Regions from separate parts of the Gossypium hirsutum genome. Here region 2 is linked to region 1. Evidence: chromatin contacts called from public Hi-C data. All regions are on one chromosome and are shown on one strand. Each heading gives the region's core, a stretch centred on a gene start, on an enhancer-like site or on the middle of the called end of the contact. The rest is flanking DNA. Distances are from core to core; before and after follow the strand shown. Region 1 holds the start of LOC107948232 (carbon catabolite repressor protein 4 homolog 1). Region 2 holds the start of LOC121203634 (zinc finger protein 8).

What was found. Hi-C and Micro-C count contacts between places; a contact is called where the count stands out from the background.
Region 2: a Hi-C map of leaf shows a contact between it and region 1, with 2.4 times the contacts expected there. The contact joins the promoter of LOC121203634 here to the promoter of LOC107948232 in region 1. A contact is called at or near these places in 3 of 34 Hi-C or Micro-C datasets (callus and leaf).

Annotation. Positions count from the first base shown.
Region 1 is chrA04:21,485,540-21,491,318 of Gossypium_hirsutum_v2.1, reverse strand. It overlaps LOC107948232 (carbon catabolite repressor protein 4 homolog 1), which reads right to left and starts at 2,564. Exons shown (of 12, transcript XM_016882708.2): 1 at 1,931-2,564; 2 at 1-265. The coding sequence starts at 2,088.
Region 2 is chrA04:22,267,490-22,273,268 of Gossypium_hirsutum_v2.1, reverse strand. It overlaps LOC121203634 (zinc finger protein 8), which reads left to right and starts at 2,763. Exons shown (of 1, transcript XM_041111365.1): 1 at 2,763-3,940. The coding sequence starts at 3,138. The coding sequence ends at 3,884.

The DNA of each region.
Region 1 (5,779 bases), core at 1,315-3,814:
GCTAGCATTTATAACTCCAGAACCTGAGGAATTGTAACGACCAAATATCTCTTCCTCCTCATTTCCATTTTCATTTACAGCACTTGCAGCACGGTCATGCAGAACACGGTGATGCTGCCACGCATCTGAGAAGCACTTTGGAGAGCAATGATAACTTTTAGCAACAGTTATTTTAGCCTTAACACAACCAAGGCACTGCAGCGTGGCTTGCTCAGAGGGATGTACACTACACACAGCAACTTTTCTATCACTTTGTATGCGATACCTGCAAAACAAACACAGGGAGAAAAATTAGACAGGTAATATGAACAGAAAATTTCGAAACAATCAACTTAATAAATAAACACCCAGCAAATCCCACAAGCAGACAACAAATTCTAGCAAACACTTGCAATAGGGGCACAAGAAAAGGTAAAAAAAATGCATTTTCCAATATAAGAATCCAGCAATCACGATAAGAATGTCATTTCACCGTCTCAAAGTTTAGGTAAACTACAACGCGCCTAAAGCATTTATCAATCAATAATAAAGATTGTATTTGATAGTGGTTAAAGTTTTTCTTAAAATGAAAAGACCTAAATACCATCCAAGGACTGAATAATCAATAAATTTAATCTTATTATATAGCTACATGTAACTGATGACAAAACAAAAGTATAAAGTTGACCTAAATACCATACAAGGACTGAACAATCAATAAACTCAACTTCATATTTTACTAAACATCTTTATTATATTACTACATGTAACTGAAACCGAAACTGAAACCATAACCAATGTTTAAAGTTCTAGGATCTTTTGTGATGAAACATAAGGCAACCATTATAAATTTCAAGTTTCTATTACCTTTTCAGGAGTTTCTGGTAATTCTTGAAATAAAACTAGACTTACTTGTTCAACCCCAAGTTACTTTAAATAGCAGAAGCTTGATAATTACCAGTAGCACATTAAATGCCTTAGGAGTACCTTTCTGGTAACTCTTTCTTCCTATGATCAAATATTAAGTGTAGTTACTCTCAGTCTATGTTGAAACGTTCTTACGAGCTTTCATAGGAGTAGTGGTGCCAGGTGGCCACAAGAATGAAAACAAAGGAAACAAATTATTGCCTTCTATGGAAGATTCTAGCTCATTGAACCTAGTTTTGTCTATGACGCATAAAGAGACAAAGAGCTCAATTGCAACAATCTTGACTCAAGCAGCGAAAACTAAATCCAAGTAAAACCAAACAAAATGGCATGAAACTCAATGCCAGAATCAGACTCAAGAAACTACTTCTTGATACTTCAAGAATTTAAAAAATAAACACATCACTAAACAAACAAGATAATCCAGAACACGGAGTAACAAAAACAGATTGCAATCCAGTAAAAAGCAACCACACTATCTCCAAATGCACAGGTAGAAAAACTCAACTTATAGACCTCAATTCCACGCATCCCTTACGGAAAAACTCGACAATGTCACATATACTGTATTTACTAAAAACAGTCATATATATCAAACCCAAAAACCAAACTCAAACCCCCATTGATCAAAATGAGAACTACACAAAGGCCAAAACACCAAAAAGTAAAAAAAGAAAAAGGAATGAAACATAGAATCTAAGAAATTGTCTTATAATGCAAACACTTGCCACCTACAAAAAGCAGTTCACACATTTAGTAAAAAGCAATCAAATAATAACACACCCAAAAGAACTAGCTCAAAATCCAATTGGCCAACATGACAACTAACCAAAATACATAAACCAAGAAATAAATAAATAAATAAATAAATAAATAATAAAGAGTTTAATTGTTAATTAGACATAAAAAATTTCATACCACTTGAAAAGTTAAATGAAATTAGCCTAGCCATTGGCATAACCCCCGCAACCAACCAATAAAAAACCTAAAAGATAGATTCTTCAACGGATTTAAAAACACTTACCACTTATACCTCAAGAAGTGGCCATCAAGAGGGGCCGACTCAGGCACATCATCGGTTGTAACGGTCTTGTCAGGTCGGCGTAAGAGCACGTAAGGCGTGAGCTCGCAGCCAACAATTGGTATATCAGAAGGGAGGTGCACACGTAGCACGCTCAGCATGCTTTAACTTCTCGGGCTTCCTTGGTCGGTCACAGTTCGCAACGGTCACCACTTGGTAAACCTATCAAATCCAATCCTACACTAGCAAGAGCAGCAGAGCAAGAAATGACCTCGAAATGATGCGCAATCTCATCGAGGCGGAATCCAGGCGGATCCGCCATTTACTTGACCCGAAAACCCGCCAGCCTTGACAATCGTCCTCCTTTTCTTTTTCTTTCTTTTTTTCCGATTAAACAAACCCTAGAAGACTTGTTGATTAATCCCAAATACAAACATGCAAGAACCAAGAACAGATCTTGTAACGGTATTTAGGGTTTTGAAATAGAGAATGATTGAAGGAATGAATCGAAGAAGAGATATAGAGAAAGAAAGGGGGGAAATGAGGGGAACGAATGATAGTTAGGGTTTTACAGAGGACGTGAAAAAGGAAAGTCTTTATTTATGATATCTGTATATTATTTATAGAGAGAAATAATTTTTTTCAAGGATAAAAATTAATACATTTGTAATCTTTCCAGCGATATATCCATATAAAATTGACGTAATTTTAACTTTAATATTTATTCTTAAAAAAATTAAAATTAAGGCAACACATGTCTATTCATCTAAAGGAAAGTTTAGGTGAAAAAGTCCATAAATTGATTGTGCTAAGTAAATCCAATCGATTTAATTAATTTATATGGTAGGATAATCGGTTTAAGTTTTTTGTGTGGTGTACTTTTGGTATTCAATTTTCAAATTAATTTAAATTTAAATAAAAAATTTAATTCAAAAACTACTCTTTAGTCTAGACTTGTCCAAAGGTCCTATAAATCTCACTCGACTAGGATTAAGTTTAAATAAATATTTTCACACCTTGGGTCCACTTGCCCTGAGTTCAATTTCAACAATGAAAAATATTTTTAAATTTAAATTTAATTATAAAAATATATAAAATATCAATTAAAATATAATTTTTATCATTTTATTATTTTTTAAATGGTAAAATGGGCTTTTTGAGTAGACCAAGCTTGGCCGAAAACGAGTCTGGACTTGAAAAGTTTTTTGGAATCGGGTCTCTACCTAACCCATGGATACCTCTACCGTAACCCTACCCCAATAAGGGATGGCAACGGTGTGAGGCAAGATGAATTATCTCAACCCCAACCCGAAGTTTGACCAATTTGCCCCGACCCAATCCCAAGTCTTAAGAAAAAACTCACCCTAAGCCCAAACTCAAAATTTAATAAAATGCCTAACTGCATCTCGATCCGACCTGAAATTAATTTAATTATTTTATTTTTTATTTAGAAGCATATAAGAATAATTTTTTAATTTAGACTTAAATATTAATATATTTTTTTATATATGTATTTTATTGAAAGAAAATATTTAATATATGTATATATTAGGGGCAATTTTTTGAAAATATCCCAGGGCAAGGCAAAGCGGATTTACCTCTCTTGACAGACTATTTTTATAGTTTCACCCGTCTGAATCCTATTTCTCAAAAAAAAAAATCCGACCCTCATGGATCGGGTTGGGCCGAAACCTATCAAATTCAAATTTTTTTGCCATCTTTAATCACTGCCCTTAAATAGGAATATAAGTGCGCTTCAATATGCTTAAACCCATTTTCTCTTGTACCGGCAACAATGACGATGCCAACCGAGTTCAAACTCAATCAACAAAAATAATTTAATTAAATTCAACTAATTTTAAAAGAATTCGATTGGTGATTAAATCAACTGCATTATCAATTTTCAATTCACCCAATTTAACTAGTTAAACCATCTATTCAATAAAGGATAAATCCCAAAAATATACATAAACTATGGTTTAATGTACAATTGTATACATGAACTTTAATTTTGTGCAATTTTATACATAAATTTTTGATTTGATCCAATTCTTGTAAATTATTAATACAATTATTGATATAACATCATTTTATGTTTATATATTGCATGCATAAATAATTATATTTATCTAATTTAAAAATAAATTGATGTATCTATTTTTTTAAATATGTATAATTAAATCAAAATTAAAGTTTCAAGTATACATTTGAACCACAATTAGAGTTTTACGTGTATAATTACATGACCCGCAAATTAAAATTCACCTATATGATTACACATTAAATCAAAGTTTATATATAATTTTGAGACTTATTTCATTCAATAATTACAAAATAAAAGGTTTCAAAAAAATATAAAAATATATAAATAAAAAAATCCCAATAATAATAACGTGACCGGCAAATAAAATTTATTTTCTCTTGTCCATTTATTTTGCTGATTTGAAGAAGATGTTGAACCAAATTTCATCTGAATGATAAATCATTGATTGATTGATAAAAACTACTACAATTTACCGAATCATATTATATGAAATTTTATCAATAAACTTTTAATTAATTATTAGGTAAAAATTAATAAACTAGTCATTGTAGGTTAGATCAAATAGTAAATTAGATTTTCTATTAAAAATTTCTATCAATTTCTATTGTTAGAAATGATATAGCTAACAAATTAATCAAACAACGACATTATACCTCATATTGATGTAGCATTGTTGTCATATTATCCAATATTTAAAAAATAAAAATTCCTAAAAGTTAAATAAATTTTTAATTATTATTTTAAAAAATACATACATGTTTATTCATTGAACGTGGTTTTTTAAATAATTATAAAATTATAAAAAAATTAAAAATATAATTCTTAATATTTTTAAAATTATTTTTAAAATTATTTAACAATATGGACAGATGGTTATTCTAAGTTAATTTTAGCCCAAATAATTATTGTCCAAGTTCATCATAGACATTGCTTTTATTATTTTTATTTTTATGAATTTTTAATAATTTAAATACTTTTATAAGTTCTTATAATTCTTTATATTTTTTAAATATTTTTATATTTTTTATAATTATTTGAAAAATCATGTATTGAATTGTAATTTCTCAAAAATTTCAATTTGACACAGTAATATTCTTGCAGCAGATACAAATAATTGGTGAGAAAATTTGAAAATGAGTCATATAAAGGAATCATATGAAAGCAAATTTGATAATTGGGTAGAAAATTATGAAAACAATTTTTTGAATTTTGAAAAGTTTAAAGATTAAAATATAAATATAATCAAAATGAGAAAAGAGAATTACTATTGATGAATTAAAATAAGTATAAATTGGAATTAGTATGAGTTTAGTGAAAAATAACTTTTGAGACTAAATTGGAAAGATAAAAAAATATATAGATTAAATTGTAAATTATAAAGAGAAAAATATGTAATTTTCACCCTACATTGATTTATATTAAAGATTATAAGTGATATTAGATTTGGTTTCGATAATTACCTATTATTGTGATGAAATTATACAAAGAATCAAAAGTAACAAAATGATAAGTTTATCATAAAAGGATATTTTATGGTAGAAATATTATGAAATTCATTTGTATCATATGGGCCATGAGTTACAACAGGAGCCACAATTTATGAAATATCAGGTTTAAAAGTTGGACTTGGGCTTTTAGCCCACTTGAATTTTTTTTTAATTGAACTCAATTTCAGCTAAGGAGTAGCCAACCATGCCTTTCATGTGAGCTTTCTCTTCCTTACTTTCTCCTTCATTTTTTTTATCAAAAATATCTTCACCCATTTTTAGATTTTGTTGTAGTCACTTATAAAATTACCTTCTAACCAC
Region 2 (5,779 bases), core at 1,514-4,013, 780 kb before region 1:
TCCAAATATACGAAGAGTATAAAAACTTTGAGAAAATTATAATATTTAAATTTAAACATTATAATTTTGTCAAGAACTAAATAATTAACACAATGCAAAGCATGGAGAAACCATACTAATTTTATTAATTTTTGTACATTTTTAATTGACAAATAATTGCTTTAAAAATTTTAAACCATTTTTTAAAAAATATATATAATTTTTAAGCATTTTTAATTTATAAAATTATTTATAAAAAAATATATTTAAAACTTTAAACAATTTTAATTTAAAAGACATTTAAATTTGTTTACAACGTTTTTAAAATGTTTCTTAAAAGTTTACTTTAAATGATGGTTATTGGGATAAATACTAAAATTATACATGAACTTTGATACAATATATTTTTAATATTACACATTAACATTAATTTAGTGTATTTGTATACATCAAACTTTAATTTTAGTTCAATTTTCTTATTTCACTAACCTCATTATCTATGTGACCCATTTTTTGTTAAGTCATATAAATTGCTGACATGGCATTTTATTAGGTTAAAAAAAATTAAATTATTTTCACTTAAATTTAACAAGAATAAATTTCTTGAGGAAATAAGAGGCCATTTTTCCAAGTGTGTTTATTTTTTTTAATTTAGGTGTAAATAATTTAAATTTATTAGTTGGTTTCTCAACATAATAAAATGTCATGCCAACAATTTACACATTATTTAATGAAAAATTGTGTCACATAGATAACGGGTTAGTGAAATGTGACAATTGAACCAAAATTAAAATTTGATATATAACATTGCAAATTGTATTAAAGATCAAGAATACTTTTAGTATTTATCCCTATGGTTATATAGATATTTAATAAATATTATATATGATTAGTTTTTTACCCGTGCTATGTAAGATTTATAGTATTTTAATTGGTAAAAAAAATAATATAACTTATTATTATTTTATATATACATGTTACTATAAGAAACTAAAAAATTTTGCTTGATATTTAAATTAAGTAATTTTCAGAATATAAATTTATGATGATATATGTAGTTTGTTTCTTCGATAACAACCAACTAAAAATAAATTAAAAATGAATTTTTAAATGAATAACATTTTTCTCCATATCATTCGTACAATCATATATGTATATATCTGAAAGTTTAAGTTTGAAAATTTTTTTCAACTGATAAAGAATATCTTTTATTTTCTAATATATTACTAAATTCATATTTAAAAATAAAATAAAATAAAATAAAATAAAATTTGTGATAATTATACTTTTAAAAATAATTATAATTTATTAGAACTTGAAATTGTGAGTTTTACACATTTAAAAATGTAATTTACAATTATTAGTTAAAAATTGTTTGCTAATTTTATTGATCTAAAATAGAGTTATTACCTAATAAAATTCTAAGCATCTCAATTATCACTTAATTAATATAAGAGATAATTATATTAATTAGTTATTATTTTGAATAAGTTAAAAATGCTTTAATTATGATTTGAAAATTTTCTACCACAATATTTAAATTTATAGGTTAATGCATTTTAAGTATATTTAATAATTCAAACAAAAATATTATTTTATGTTAATTACTATAATTAAAAATAAAATATTTTAAAAAATGATTAAATATTAAAAATGTAAAATCACAAAACTGTTGTTAAAGACCTAATGTGAAAACATACCAATCGAAAATATTATTAATTGCAACATTCATTAAAATTTATTAAACAATTATATAACCAAATATTATGTTGTAATTTAATTTGAAATACCTTAAACCGATGCATTTTTATTTAAATAATTAAAAATATTGAAGTAATATTTAAAAATGATCTACTTCAATAAAATAGCACAGAAAAATACTTGTATGCCAAACTGATTAATAGTAAAAAATCTATAAAAAAATAATTATAAATTAAAAGTCACAAATTAATTAATTATTGGACTGCCCTTAAACAATCTTAAGTTTATAGCTACTGAACCATCTCCACAGATAAAATCAGCAGGGAAGAAATAAATACTGAAATGAATATAAGAAGCAATATTTCCTATTTAACCTTTTTGACCATAAAAGAGCTCCATTAAGTCTAGGTTTCTTAATTCTTCCTACTGATTTCAATATAACATTCTATGAAACCAAAAATTCTCAAAACACAATACTAAGATGGAAAATTGAAGGAATTGATAAATAAACATAAACTTGGTAGAATGATAGAAAAACTAAAAAGGAATCCCTTGCTTGGTTTACTTGAAAAATGAAATTTTAAACTAGCATATGTTTATTTCTCAATTTCTCTCTTCTCGTCATTCTAATTTGATTTTTATGTATTAAGATTGAAAATTATTATCTCTTCTATTTTCTTTACTTCCACTTTTCTTCCATAGTCTCAAAATTTATTTATTTTTTTTACTTTTTCACTCACTTGTCTCGTCCTTTCACTTTTCCATCCAACCAAATACACTCTTAATCTCAACCACCTAAAAGTGTTATATAAATTCGAAACCTTTCTGAAACATCTCTATATTTCATGATATATCTCTTTTAAGCACAAATAAAATAATGATATATTGATAAAAACTTTGATATTATTTGGGTTACATCTATATTACTCTCGGTATTGTAAATAAACTGGAAATTGAATAATATTTAAAAGAAATAATAGGGGAATTTATAATTTTAATAATTTTATAATTTTCTATAAATTATAAATAGGAACATTAAAACAAATCTTGAGATGGATTAGCGGATGTTTTAGTTTAGGTTGAATCATTGATTTTATATAAACAAATTTCCTTCATAATTTAAAAAAAAAAAAAGAAAAAGAAAAAAAGAAGATAAATTCATAAGTGTGGTAAATAATGAAGATGTTAGGAGGGTGTGGCAGATTTTTCCAAAACACTGTAAACATTTAAGTGAAAGGAGGCCAAGGTAGTCCTTTTGACAAACCCACTCTCATCCATCGGATCACAACTTCTCAGATCATGTGCCATGGCTTGCCTCCAACCCTTTTGTCCGTGCTTCCCTCTTCCATAACCATAACCATTCCCTCTCTATAGCCCCATTAGCCAACCCCCCCCCCCTTTCTTTCCTCCTCCTTTTCCCAAACACTTCAACCCACCCTCTTTTCTCTTGTTTAATCATGGAGAAGAACGAAAGGGAGACTCACGACTTCATGAACGTAGAATCCTTCTCTCAGCTTCCCTTTATCCGCCCTGCCCCCAACAAAGAAAAGGGCATCCGTTTGTTCGGCAAGGAATTCGGTGGTGTTGACCCAGCTACGCCCAGCAACGAGTCCGACTCAGCCGAGAACAACGAAGATACCACCAAGGAGAACGAGAACAATGGTGATAATAGCAGAAGGTTTGAGTGCCATTATTGTTGCAGAAACTTCCCCACCTCCCAAGCTTTAGGTGGTCACCAAAACGCTCACAAAAGGGAACGCCAACATGCGAAACGAGCTCATCTTCAGTCAGCAATGGTGCACACCTCTTTATCTGATGCTCATATTTATGGACTTGTTAACTACAGGCTAGGCTCAGCTCCAACACCACCAATCACTTACCCTTCATGGAACTCTAGCTTTACCGGTAGTACCAGTAGGTTTTATGGGAACCATACCTCCTTTTCTCATCACCCACCCATCAATGGCAGCCCACTGGGGTTATGGAGAATTCCTTCTACCCTTCAAAATAACTCTTCTAATTTCAATCCTGACCGTTCCTCATCATCCTCATCCTCGCATCCCTTGCCTTTGTTTACCGGCGATGAGTTGAAGCCGCCCTCTCAGGTTGTTGCTGGCGGTGGTGGTTCAAGCTCCCAGAGTCGGTACGTTTATGAATCCAAGCCAAGATTGCAAGACCATGTGAGTTTGGATCTACATCTGTAATAACTTTTGATTTAATTTTAAACGAGAAAAACAAAATCAAAATCTTTGCTCTGCAAGATGAGGCGATTATATTATATATATAATAATTCCTAGCACACAAATCTTTTAACATCTTGGATTTTCTTCCTTATTATATAGTATGATGTAAATAAAATGTTTTACGAATTCCTCAGTATTCATCTCTCTTCTAAACCATCAGCTCAGATGTGAACTTACGTACGTTAAAAAAAATAATTCCCAGTTCCAAAATGCTAACTCAAACATAATACAAGGTCTCCCTCTCTCGTTTTTTGAAGATTTATGATTTTTGCTGTCATGTATTAGGTTGAAAGGTCATGTTAATCTGCGTTCCCTATTTCAGAAACTTTCACATGTGTGAAGAATATTGTTTTCCGGAGTGGCTATATCTGTGAGAAAGCACATGAACATCTGTGTAGCCACACACACACGTGTGCCTAAATCTATACGTTGTCTGTCTGAAACAGGTGTAGAGGGTGAGAGAAAGAGATTTATTTAGGTGTAAGTTTTGTATTTAATACTGCAACAGAGGGGTAAAAAAAGACAGTTTAAACATAACAATACATTATATAAGGGGTTTTCCTGGTATCTGCATGAATTTCCTTTTTCATATAGGATAACAATTGTTCATTTCTTTTGGGTCTTGTTCATAGTATTAGATCAGAATGCAGTCATATATATGAAGAGAGTGTGAGAAAGACAACATTTCTTTTATGTTTAGGATGTTTGGAAATCAAACTTTAAATGATGTCTGATGATATATGCATAAAGATTAGCGGTGGAACTTCCTGTCATGAGACCAGAAGCTGAGGGTACAAAGGTGGCAACATTAAGGCCACACCCGGATCTTTTTTTTTTTTAACTTAATTAAAACAAAAATAAAATAAACCATCCAATACTTTTTTTTACATAACATAAATATGTATACTTTTACTAAGAAAAACATATGTATATACAATCAAATATTAAATTGTTTGAAAGCAATAACTAATAAATGAATATAGAAACCATATCTTTTAAAACAATCTTTAATTTTTACAAGAAACTATATAGTGATAAAAGAAATCAATTTATTATTAAATAAAATTTGAAAGAAACATGATTAAAACACATAAGATGATAGAGAGTTATGTGTGGTTTTGTTTGTAAGTTGGCTTTTTATGCCTGCAAAAGAGAGAGGGAGGTTAGGTAGATTAGTTTTGATTGGTGTATGGAGACGGCTAGCTGTAGAATTTGAAGATGCTTTAACAAAGGGAAAAGGGCATATCTTTTTTAACAAAACACAGAGGGTTTCTACTGTTGCTTTTTGATGTTGTCTTTTCTTTTCTTGCTAATGTACAACATTCAATGAATTTCCAACAATAATCCCATTTATATGAAATTTACTATTAGGTAACCTTTGGCCGATCTTATGTTGGGATTTGTGTTTTGTCTCTCGTCTGTTTTGCTAGACCCCTCTGACTAGTTTTACTTTGCATGTTCAAGAACCCATCAGCTTTACATTGTAATTCATATTCCGACGTATCTCACTTCAAACTGATTTTAAAGATTGCATGTCAATTTTGCAACTGCGAATAGCTTCCAATGTTGTTGAAGCAATTCCTCAATCCAAGTCTTTTTAACTTATCCATTCCATCTACTTCTCTACAATTATTGTTAACGGTGATCAAGCAAATACACTGTGTTAATATATTATAAACTCCAACTGTAACCTTTAAATTTCAGCAAATCAACAAAATTGATTTCATGTTTTTTATTTTCCCCTAAATCTCATATATATATATATATTATTTTATTTTATTTTTAAAATTCAACCCACCACACATATACTATATGTTTTTCAAGGCAATATGTATCTTTCCCTATTTCCACTATTT